Regions from separate parts of the Sus scrofa genome. Here region 1 is linked to region 2. Evidence: chromatin contacts called from public Hi-C data. All regions are on one chromosome and are shown on one strand. The core of a region is the stretch at or near the end of the contact, and the rest is flanking DNA. Distances in the headings are between cores, read along the strand shown. Region 1 has its middle 570 kb from the start of FAM49B. Region 2 has its middle 320 kb from the start of FAM49B.

Region 1 (5,127 bases), core at 95-2,594, 240 kb after region 2:
AGTTTGGAAGCCCTGTTGGGGGGGCAAGGGTTTTTTATCTGACAACCTGTCATGCTACTGTTTGGACTGAGTCGGTGGATAAAGAAATGGAACGGAATGTGGACTCCTGGCTGTTCCACGTGGGTTCTTTATCGGGCTGGTTTTGCGAAGAGGAAAAGTGCACATCTTCAGGAGGTTGGAACTGTGGGGGGGGGATCTCTTTCCTGAATGGGACATGCAATCCTTCTCCTCACTCCCAGCCCTTTTCTCCCAGTTCATTTGCTCACCAGCTATTCAGATCGCTGTGTCCATTTCCAGGCTAAACATGGGGGCTCATGAATATGTACCATTTGGAGGGGTTAAGTCAAGTGGTTTCATGGTGATATAATTCACAAACCGTGTAATTCACACATTGAATATGTACAGCCCAGTGCATTTAGTGTATTCACAGAGTTGTGCCACCATCACCATCATTAGTTTAAGAACATTTTTAACCCCCTCCAAGGAATCCCTGGGCTCCTTAGCAGTGGCTCCCTGAGTTATGCAATGGCTGTGCAATCAACTTTTCTTTTCTTTTCTTTGTCTTTTAGGGCTGCACTCATGGCACATGCAGGTTCCCAGGCTAGGGGTCGGAGAGGAGCTGTAGCTGCCAGTCTATACCACAGCCACAGCAACGTGGGATCTGAGCTGTGTCCGTGACCTGCACCGCAGCTCACAGCAATGCCGGATCCTTAACCCACTGAGCAAGGCCAGGGATCGAACCTGCGTCCTCATGGATGCTAGTCAGATTTTGTTTCTGCTGAGCCACAATGGGAACTTCCAACTTTTCTAATCCTTCTATACAGGGTTCCGGAATGCAAACCCTCCGTAAGTCATCCAATCTTTATCAAAACAGGTATTCTAGGTTCCAGTGATGGGAGACAGCCAAGGGGGAGAAGCATGGGATCCCAGCTTTCAGGGACCTTATGTTCTGGACTAGGGTCTACAGAGGGGCCCCACATGAAGCAAAACAAACCCTGCATTAGTAACAGAAAAGAGAGGGGAGGCGTATTTGTTACATTCCTACTATGTGTCAGGCTCTCTGCCAGCTCACTCTGCTTGTAAGAGGTGTTCTGGCATCTGGCTGACTTCAAAGCCTGTCTTCTTAAAAGGAAAGTGTGACAGATAAAAACTCAGTTGAATAAGACTACTAGAAGTTTCACTTCAGCCAGCTGTGCAAATCCCTGGATTTGCTGGATCCCAAGGCCAGCTGCCTCCTAAAACATTACTTCCTGTTGTTTCAAGCAAAAATATAAACAACCCCAAGACCTTTGGCCATCAGTCTCCAATATAAAGGCTTTTCTGCCCTGGAGACAGTCGGCTTAACCAATGACATCTTTGTTTGTGAAATTATGGGGGTGGGAGCGGGGAGCGGAGAGTCAAGGGGTAATAAAGTGACTTACATTTCTCTCTTTGCCTGCCATAATCCCGAGGATTTGAATTCTCCAACAAATCAAATTCAGTTTGAGTTTGAACCTTCTTACATGAAAAGCCAGGTTTAAAAATAGCTATTCATGCTCCGATGATTGTAAACAAACATTGGAGTATGGAGTCGACTGAAGGGCAACAGACATTACATAGCCCTGCAGGAATGTGGAATTTAATATAAACGGAGTAACTTTCATACATATGTGCTGTGTCTTTGCTCTGTACTGCCAGCACAGTTCTTCGGGGGAAAGAATCACCATAAAATGTTAGAGCCGAAAAGGGCTTTGTTAGAAATCATGCAGACTCACTGCTTTGTTGTGAAAACGGGGGAACTGATAGCAAGAAAAGGGCAGTGATTGCATAGCTAGTCAGTGACAGAGACAGGGGGAAAATGTAGTTCTCCAGTCTCTCTTGTGATGTTTTAAAAATATGGAAAAATGCATCGAAACACCTGTGAGCTTATTTCCTGATTCATTGAGACGCCACATAGGACAGTTCAGGGCAATGGGTTTGGGATCGAGGGACCTGAACTTAAATCTCAGTTCTGCTATTGACCATATGGTGAATCTGAACAAGCTGATTAGCTTTTCTAAGCTTTCGTTTACAGTTTTGGGGGGAAAAATCATGGTATCTTCTGTATCACATTGTTGGAATGGTTAAATGGGATAAGGAAGTACATTTTATAGCTCATATTTGATATTTAATAAATGTCCTCCTCCTTCTCACTGTTGCTTTTCTCTTCCTTCAGGATGCTTTACATGCCTTTTCACATGTCTTGGAGTCCTTAAGTGGATCCAATGGTACTTTCTGAGAACAGGGATGCCTCCTTCTGCAATGCAGGTCGGGAATGAGCTTACATCCTAAATGTTGTTGCTCCCATTTGTTGGGTAACTCCTGCATTCCAGGAACTTTATACGTGATGTCTGACCTTCATCACATCATTGAAAACTAGTTCTTATTTTTGCCACTTCATGGTTGAAGAAAGTGATGTTTCCAGAGGATAAATAGCTCAGTTTCCCATGACTTGAATTCAGGTCCTCCAAGCCCATATGCTCCTTTCTGCACTGATGCTGACTCCCTAAGGCTATGATTACAGACCTGTTGATTGTAAAAATATTATTTACCATAAGGAGTTCCCATTGTGGCTCAGTGGGTAATGAACCCAACTAGTATCCATGAGGATGCGGGTTTGATTCCTGGCCGTGCTCGGTGGGTTGAGGATTGGGTGTTGCCATGAGCTTCAGTGTAGGTTGCAGATACGGCTTGGATTGGCATTGCTGTGGCTGGGGTTTAGGCCAGCAACTATAGCTCCGATTTGACCCCAAGCCTGGATGCTTTCATATGCCGCAGGTTTGGCCCGAAGAAAAAAGCATTCATAAAAAAATGAAAATATTCACCATAATATCCTGGAAAGGTTTAAGGTTAGGAAAAAGTATCAATCTTTGAAACTGAGTGCAGAATTCAAACCACATCTCTGTAATCTATGAACTCTATGGCTTTGGGAATGTTACTTGAATTCCCTTTGCTTTCTATTCCTCACTTATAGCAGATTGATAATAATAATTACATCAACAACACAGATAATGAAAACTGGGGAGCGATGATTGAATGAAAGATGGTGTGTACAGCATTCTTAGTGCAGGACTGGAGATAAATGTCACTCATTTATGCTGTAACCTTGCCCTTTGCACACTTGGCCCATGAAGATTAGCTGATGGTTCTTGCAAAGACTGCGTGAATGAGGAGCCTTTTATATTGTCCCTTGCAATATTGGTCTTGTTTTGCCCACCACCTGCTTCTGTAATAAATACAGCTAAGATGTTGACATTGGAGAAGGAAATTTTGAGGGCTCAATTCATCTTCTTTCCTAGAGATTTTCTAGGCAATTTTCTTTTTTTAAATCCAGGTCACCTGGTTCATGTCCCTCAGACTTGTGGATTGATTTGGCAGAGCAATAAGAGAGCTACAATGTGGACACTTGGGAATGGCCCCTTAAGGGGTGGGGGTGGGGAGGTTGCTGCAACAGACATCAGTTGCTATGTCACTCGAAACTTCTATGAAAACCACCCTCACTGATAAATTAGTATCAGAGTTTAGGGCTATAAAATAAACAATAACAAAAATGAAACTATTTCCTCCAATGAGTCATATTTATGTGGACAATGGGTCATATGATTCTTTATATTTTTTTTCTGTTCTCCCTGGGTTCTAGGAATATCAGAACTAAGTATGTAGCTATTGTATCCTCCTTAACTGAACTGTATGGATGCAGAATTTTCTCTGCTCTTATAGTGAATTTCACACACACACACACACACACACACACACACACACGCCTTGTTTGAAAGTTTTCAACCTGATTGCTTTTATTATAAGCTGTCTCAAACAACTCCCTGCCAGGAATATAGAAGTACATGTGGGATAGATAAACAGCCATTTCATGATTCTGAAGCCTGGGATACCTAATTCAAGGAGAGAAAGTTTAAAAATCGGAAGATAAAAGAGGATGTTGCAGAGGCATGGATTCGATCCCCTGCCCTGTGCTGTGGGTTAAAGGATCCAGCATTGCCACAGCTATAGATCAGATACAGTGCCTGGCCTGGAAACTGCCCATATGCCTTGGATGCAGCCATGAAAAGAAAAAAAAGGAAAAGAGAAATAACTATGATGAAAAAGCATTGATATAACTAAGGTAAAACCTAAAAGAAGTCACAGACTTCTCTGCAAGTGCTCATTAAGGGGAAGGTACTCTAATGATTACGATGACCATTAATAATAGTAACACACGCAGTCTCCATCCTGTCAGTTTACTTGGTACAGAACTCTCCCATAAAGTATTCGTCCCTTGCTTTTCTGTTATCCATCAACTCAGAGAGGCAGGAATAGGAGGAGAGATCTGGAATCAAGGCAAGTTCTGCGAGGTCAGAGTCCTTGTAATTCTTAGGGTTCTACCTCCAGGGCCATGCTTGACACATGCTCTAAAAATATTTCTGGAATGGATGGATGGTAATGACGGCTTAACTTGTGTGTTCATTATGTAGCAGACATTGTACTCACGGATTTACATAGATTATTATGGTTAACCTTTACAACAGTCTTTTGAGTAAAGAATTTATAAGATTATTACTACCTTTTACAGATGAAGAAATTGAAGCGCAAATAGATTAAGTAACTTGTTATTAAGTATATGGCAGGATCCACACTCTTGGTGCAGGGTAGAATGAAGGAATAAAGAATAAATGAATAAAGAAATAAATAATTTATTTCCCCTGTGGCGCCAGGTATAAATTGATTGGGAATGTCAAAGGCTGTTGATCAACTGGACCCATACCAGTGACAAAGAATTCCTTACTGTATGTGGTCCTCAGTAGATAGCGAGTGACCCAGTGATGGGAATTCCTACAGACAGAGGTGTTCCTCGGTGGGGGAGGGGGGTGTCAGAAATAAAAACTGAATTGTCCAAAAAAGCCCAATGCATCAAATTTCATTCAACATCTCCTTTATCAACTGAGACTTTTATGACTCTTCCATACATGCAACAATCTTTGCCTGTAGGTTTCTTCGGTGCAATACCTACCGATAAGCTTTTTAAGTCCATTCTTTTATGCTGTTGTCACCATCTCTGTAAAACTAGGAAATCTGAGAGAAAGCTGAAATTCATCTCAAGAGTTAAGAATCTTA
Region 2 (5,218 bases), core at 2,469-4,968:
CTCCTCACTGCAGTGGCAGCTCCTTGAGGGAAGACCTGCAAAGACATTCCTAACTTGACCATAGTTTATCCAAGGGTCCTGCAGTTTATCCAGGAGCTGGATGCAGGGCTCAAATTTTCCAGCAGCCCATTGGCTCTCTGTGGTGGTACCTCGGCTTGGCGCAGCCAGGGCTTCAAGGTCCCAGCTCTCTCATAAGTTGCTGTCTCTTTTCATCTTTATCTTGTGTGGGATTCTCTCCCTCCCTGGCTTTGGACTTTTCCCAGCTGCCCCGTTGACCTGTGTGAGGCTGAGGCCGTCCATGGGTCCAGAGCCTGGGCCAGAGCAGATAAGGGCTCCTTCTTAGAAGCTGCCGTGTGATCGTTGTGTGCCTCCTCCTCCTCCTCCCTTTCTTTGTGAAAACTCGAGCCTTGCATTTGTGTTCCAAGAAACGTTTCAACGGTCCCAGGCCCTGGGTGTGGCCTCACCTGAGATAAGGCCTGGGTGCAGGCTCTAAGGAAGGAAGAAGGTAGAGCCAAGATCAGCAGGAAGGTTTCCCAGGCAGGGCCCCCACCTCCGGCAGTGATGGCCCTTGAGACTGGCTGGCCTGCGAGGAGGGACTGCTGGCACTGCCCAGGCCTCCTCTCCTGTCCGAGGCATGCACTGTACCTGGAGAGGTGCTGGGCTATTACACCTGCGGGGAAGCACTGGGCCAATGATGACAGTTCCCTAAGGCCTCAGCCGTGGAGCCACGTGGCTGAGGCTGTGGCTACTGGAGCAGCTGGGCCTTGGATAAAGTCTGATACTGGACATGTCACTCAAGTGGACCTCAGTTTCCTGCCTAGAAATTAAATGTGTTGGATCAGTGTTTGTCTGTCTGTCTATCTATCTATCTATCTATCTATCATCATCTATCTATCTATCTATCTATCTATCTATCTATCTATCTATCTATCTATCCTTTTATGGCCTCATCTGTGGCATATAGACGTTCCTGGGTTAGGGGTTGAATTGGAGCTGCAGCTGCCGGCCTACGCCACAGCCACGGCAGCCCAGATCTGAGCCACGTCTACAGCTTGTGGCAACAACAGATCCTTAAGCCACTGAGTGAGGCCAGGGATTGAACCCTCGCCCTCCCAGGCTCTGTGTTGGGTCCTTAACATGCTGAACCACAATGGGAACTCCTGTATCAGTGTTTTAGACATTAAAAAAAAAAAAAAACAGCGTGTTTTATATGCTTCTCCAAAAGAATCATATGCATCTTCCAAGTTTATAAAGCAGTAAAAAGAGCAGCTCTTTTCCTGCCGTTGACTGCTACCACGTGCCGTGCACCCGAGACACATCTGTGCACACCTGGATTTCCCCCCAGTACAGTTGAAACCCCCCTGGGCTAGTTCCTCTCCACGGTCTGTTCCAGGTCTGCCAGGATGCTTCAGTGATTCAGAATCCCTGTCAGTGGAGATGGCAGCGCAGTGCCTGTGTACAGGGACAAGGGTCACAGTGTTTAACCATCTTGACCGTGATAAACTGATCAGAGAGGATGCTGGTGAGTGACCTGGTTGGATGTCAGTCATGTTTTTGTGTTGGAATCATATGGACAGTGATTTCTAAGAACCTTCAGATTCATTTGAATAAAAATTGGGGCTTATTTTTTTGAACACTGTCCAGAGGAAAGAGGTGAATGCACGCCCCCTAACAACCCTAAGTCAGACACTAAAGCCTTCCTTCTGGACCTTTGGTCGGGTGGGTGGTGTCAGGGAGGAGTGGGCAGAATGAGAAGGGACTCAAGCTGACCCCCAACATCAGGCAAGAATCCCACCGGGGCTGCGCCATAAACACTCCTCCTGGGATGGGTTTCATGCTAGCAGTCCCTGGAATAGGTACGTGTTGCTTTCCTAGGGCTGCTTTAATAAATTACCCCAAGTGTACTGGCTTGAGAAAAAATCCTAGAAGTTTCTTCTCTCCTAGTTCTGGAGGCCAGAATCCGAAATCAAGGTGTCGGCAGGGCCATATGCTCTCAGAAGGCTCTGGGCAAGGCTCTGTAGTTGATGAAGACTCCAGGCGTTCCTTGGCTTATGGCCAGATAGGTGCAGTCTCTACCTTTGTCTTCATACCATTGTCTCTTTTCCCTGTTTCTTCCTGATGGCTCTTACAAAGACACCTATTAGTGGATTCACAGCCTATCTGGATAATTCAGGGCGATCTCAAGAGCTTTAACTTAATTACATGTGTGAAGATTTTGTTTTCAAATAAGGTCACGTTGATAGTTTCTTGGTTTTTTTGTTTTGTTTTTTTCTTTTTATGGCCGCGCTTGCGGTATATGGAAGTTCCCAGACTAACAGTTGAATCAGAGCTGCAGCTGAGGCCTATGCCACAGCCACGACAATGTTGAATTTGAGCCCACTGAGTGAGGCCAGGGATTGAACCTGCATCGTTGCGGACACTGTGTCGGGTTCTTAACCCTCCGAGCCACAGTGGGCACACCACATTGATAGGTTTTGGAAATTAGGCTATGGATCTGTCTTTTGGTGGGGGAGCCACCATTCAACCCACTGTAAGGTGTTAGTAACCCTGTGTAGAGATGAGGACACCCACGTCCAGTGCACGGAGGTATTTTGCCCATGGTGCCCCAGCCGGTGGGTAGCAGCGCTGGGCTGGGACTTGCCCTCAGGTTTGCTTTGTGCAACATCATGGAACATCAGAGAATGCAGGACCATCCTGAGCCATCCGGCTTGCAAGACTCCATCTGGCCCATAGAGGGCGATCAACATCACTCTGTTAGGGAGGTGGTTATTGATCTTGAGGCCTTGACTTGAACGGCGAGGGGGCTGGCAACTCATCCATCTGCCTCTGTATTCCTAGCAAAGTGCAGAAAAAGGCAGAACAATGAAATTTAATGCCTCTAAGGCACTGTGCTCATATGTCCATGTACCTTTATAGTGTCTCCAGCCTGGGGTTCGTGGTAGTGCACAGGTGCGTGGACAAGGGCCGCACGGGAAGGCAGAACTGCCGCAGACCCGGTGCCTGCCGCCCTGCCCTCCTTGCTCACAGTCTACCTAAGTGACTTCGGCTCAGTCACTCTGCCTCGCTTCCCAAAGATGTAAGATGGGCTTTCATAATACTCTTCCCACAGATCCTACGGGGCGTGTCTGTGTTTTGTTGATTTGGATGGGGTGGGGGTGGGGGGTCCTGCCTGAAGGCAGCAGGAAGCAAAAGATAAACTGTCCAAGCCCTTCCGAGCCCGTGGGTTTTAGGACACATTTTAGTCTGCTTTCTACCTCCAGATGCAAGCGCATATTGTAACTGTGAGGGCGACGTGAAGCAAAGGACAATCACGCTCTTTTACTTAGATCAGAGCAAGGAACTCTGCTTACACTTCGATGGGAGGGAGACAAAGATCTCTTTGTGATGTCAGGGGATCTATTTCATGGGAATGGGGCCCGCCAGCGACTTCTCAGAGGAGGCTTTGGGAACCAGGAGGGAGGACCGTGGGGTACAGAGGGCAGGAATTAAGGGGGAGGAAACATCTTGACGCAAAGAGACTTTCCCAAAGTTGACGGCTCTCTGACTTTACAGTGGTTGACCCGGGAGTACGAGCCGGCCTCGGTGTCAACCGAACGGGGGCCAGGTTCATGCTCGTCTGCAGGCGTGGAGGTCTTTCTGCCTCCACCCATCCGACCTGTCTGAGCTCTCACTTTAAAGACCCGGCCGGAGTTCCTCCCCTGTCACTGACCAGTTGTCGACTTCGTAGGAGTTGCCTCACCATGCCAGGTCCCCCGGCTGTCACAGCCATGCTAGTAGCCACTCCCGAGGTGGCGTGTGAGATGGGCTGGATCAAAGCATGGCAAACTTCCGGCACAGTGCTTGCTTGGCCCACGGCAAGCGTCCAGAGGTTTTGACTTGTACGTGGGACGTCTTGCCATCCTCCTGTGTGACAGTTGGGAAAAGCTCCAGGTTGGGGCAGGAGCATCCCAGTGTGATGTAAGGACAGATGTGCTCTTGTGTTTCAAAATGAAGGCAATCTGAAATTTTTTTTTTTTTTTTAAATCCTTAAGTCCCGGCGAGGCTTGGTGCCGTACCAGAAAGTCCTTGTTTTCTGTGACCGTGGGTCTTGGGCCAGGTGTTGGAATGCCCCCACTCACCCCCCCCCCCGCCCCGGACTTCCTTCTACTGACTGCCTGCAGACAGGCCAGCTCCCAGGCATCTGAAACACCCCTCAGAAAGCAGGAATTTGCAAATCCGTTCCAAGCTGGAAGTGACTTTCATGGGATGGGGCCGCCCCGGCTCTGTGACTCTGTAACGAATTCCCCCAGTCCTGGCGGCTCTCCCGGAGCCTGGGACCTGATCAATGGATGAAAGGACTCGGGTCAGATTCAGGAGAAGGCCGTGTCTGGAATCTGGTGTGTGAGCTCCCAGCATGTGGAAACCTCAAGTCCTCAAGTTTCTTTATGATTTTCCGTATTCTTTTCTGGCAGCTCTTTTTAGGGAAGGACAATGTACCACCCTCCAAGTCAAAAGAAATTAAGTTTAGACTAGAAAAAATCAGAGATGCAACTTAGCAGCACACCTTCATTTTTCGGGGACCCACATCGATGGAAATGAACAGAATTGCCTGCTACACGTTTCTGTGCATGTGTTTGGACATCGATGGCTGTAAAGGTGGCCTGAAAAGAGGAGCAGTGCCCTCTGGATCCCAACACTGGCTTCTCGCATGAGCTGGGGATCCTGACTCGTTATGGAACTTGGAGCAGGCCTCCTAAATTCTCAGGAAGTCACTTTCCCTATTTCTAAAAGGAGTTGGCTTCAGAGTTTCCTTCCCTATTTACAATTCTTTGATGTATTTTCCAGCGTTAGGTAGAATTCACCGTTGCTGGATGCATTGTGAGAGTCTCTGCTGTTTGCAGGGTGCTTCCTCGCCTCATTGGTTGTTTGGAAGCTTCAGAGGAGCGTGGCAGAGAGGTGGTGTTACCCCAGCGTATAGATTAGGAAACAGGCTCGGGTCAGTTGAGTGTCAAGGCCAGATGACACTTTTGGCTGGTCAACGCGGGAGGTGAGACAAAGTCTCAGATCTCCTGAGATCCATCTCTTCCAGATATGAGAGTTCTTCCCAGTCGTGGCATGGAAATTGCTGGCAGAGCCAGAAACCATATCTAACCATGGCTGGTCTCTGCCAGAGGCAAAATCCTGCTCCCTTGGCTCTTTTGAATAGTGGTCGCCAGCCACCCCAGGGGGTCTCCTTAGG

The links. Hi-C and Micro-C count contacts between places; a contact is called where the count stands out from the background.
Region 1: a Hi-C map of fetal skeletal muscle shows a contact between it and region 2, with 1.8 times the contacts expected there. A contact is called at or near these places in 3 of 47 Hi-C or Micro-C datasets (embryonic fibroblasts, epiblast stem cells and fetal skeletal muscle).

What each region holds. Positions count from the first base shown.
Region 1 is chr4:11,039,412-11,044,538 of Sscrofa11.1, forward strand. No RefSeq gene overlaps it. Among named protein-coding and RNA genes, the nearest start is that of FAM49B, 570 kb to the left of the region's middle.
Region 2 is chr4:10,795,028-10,800,245 of Sscrofa11.1, forward strand. No RefSeq gene overlaps it. Among named protein-coding and RNA genes, the nearest start is that of FAM49B, 320 kb to the left of the region's middle.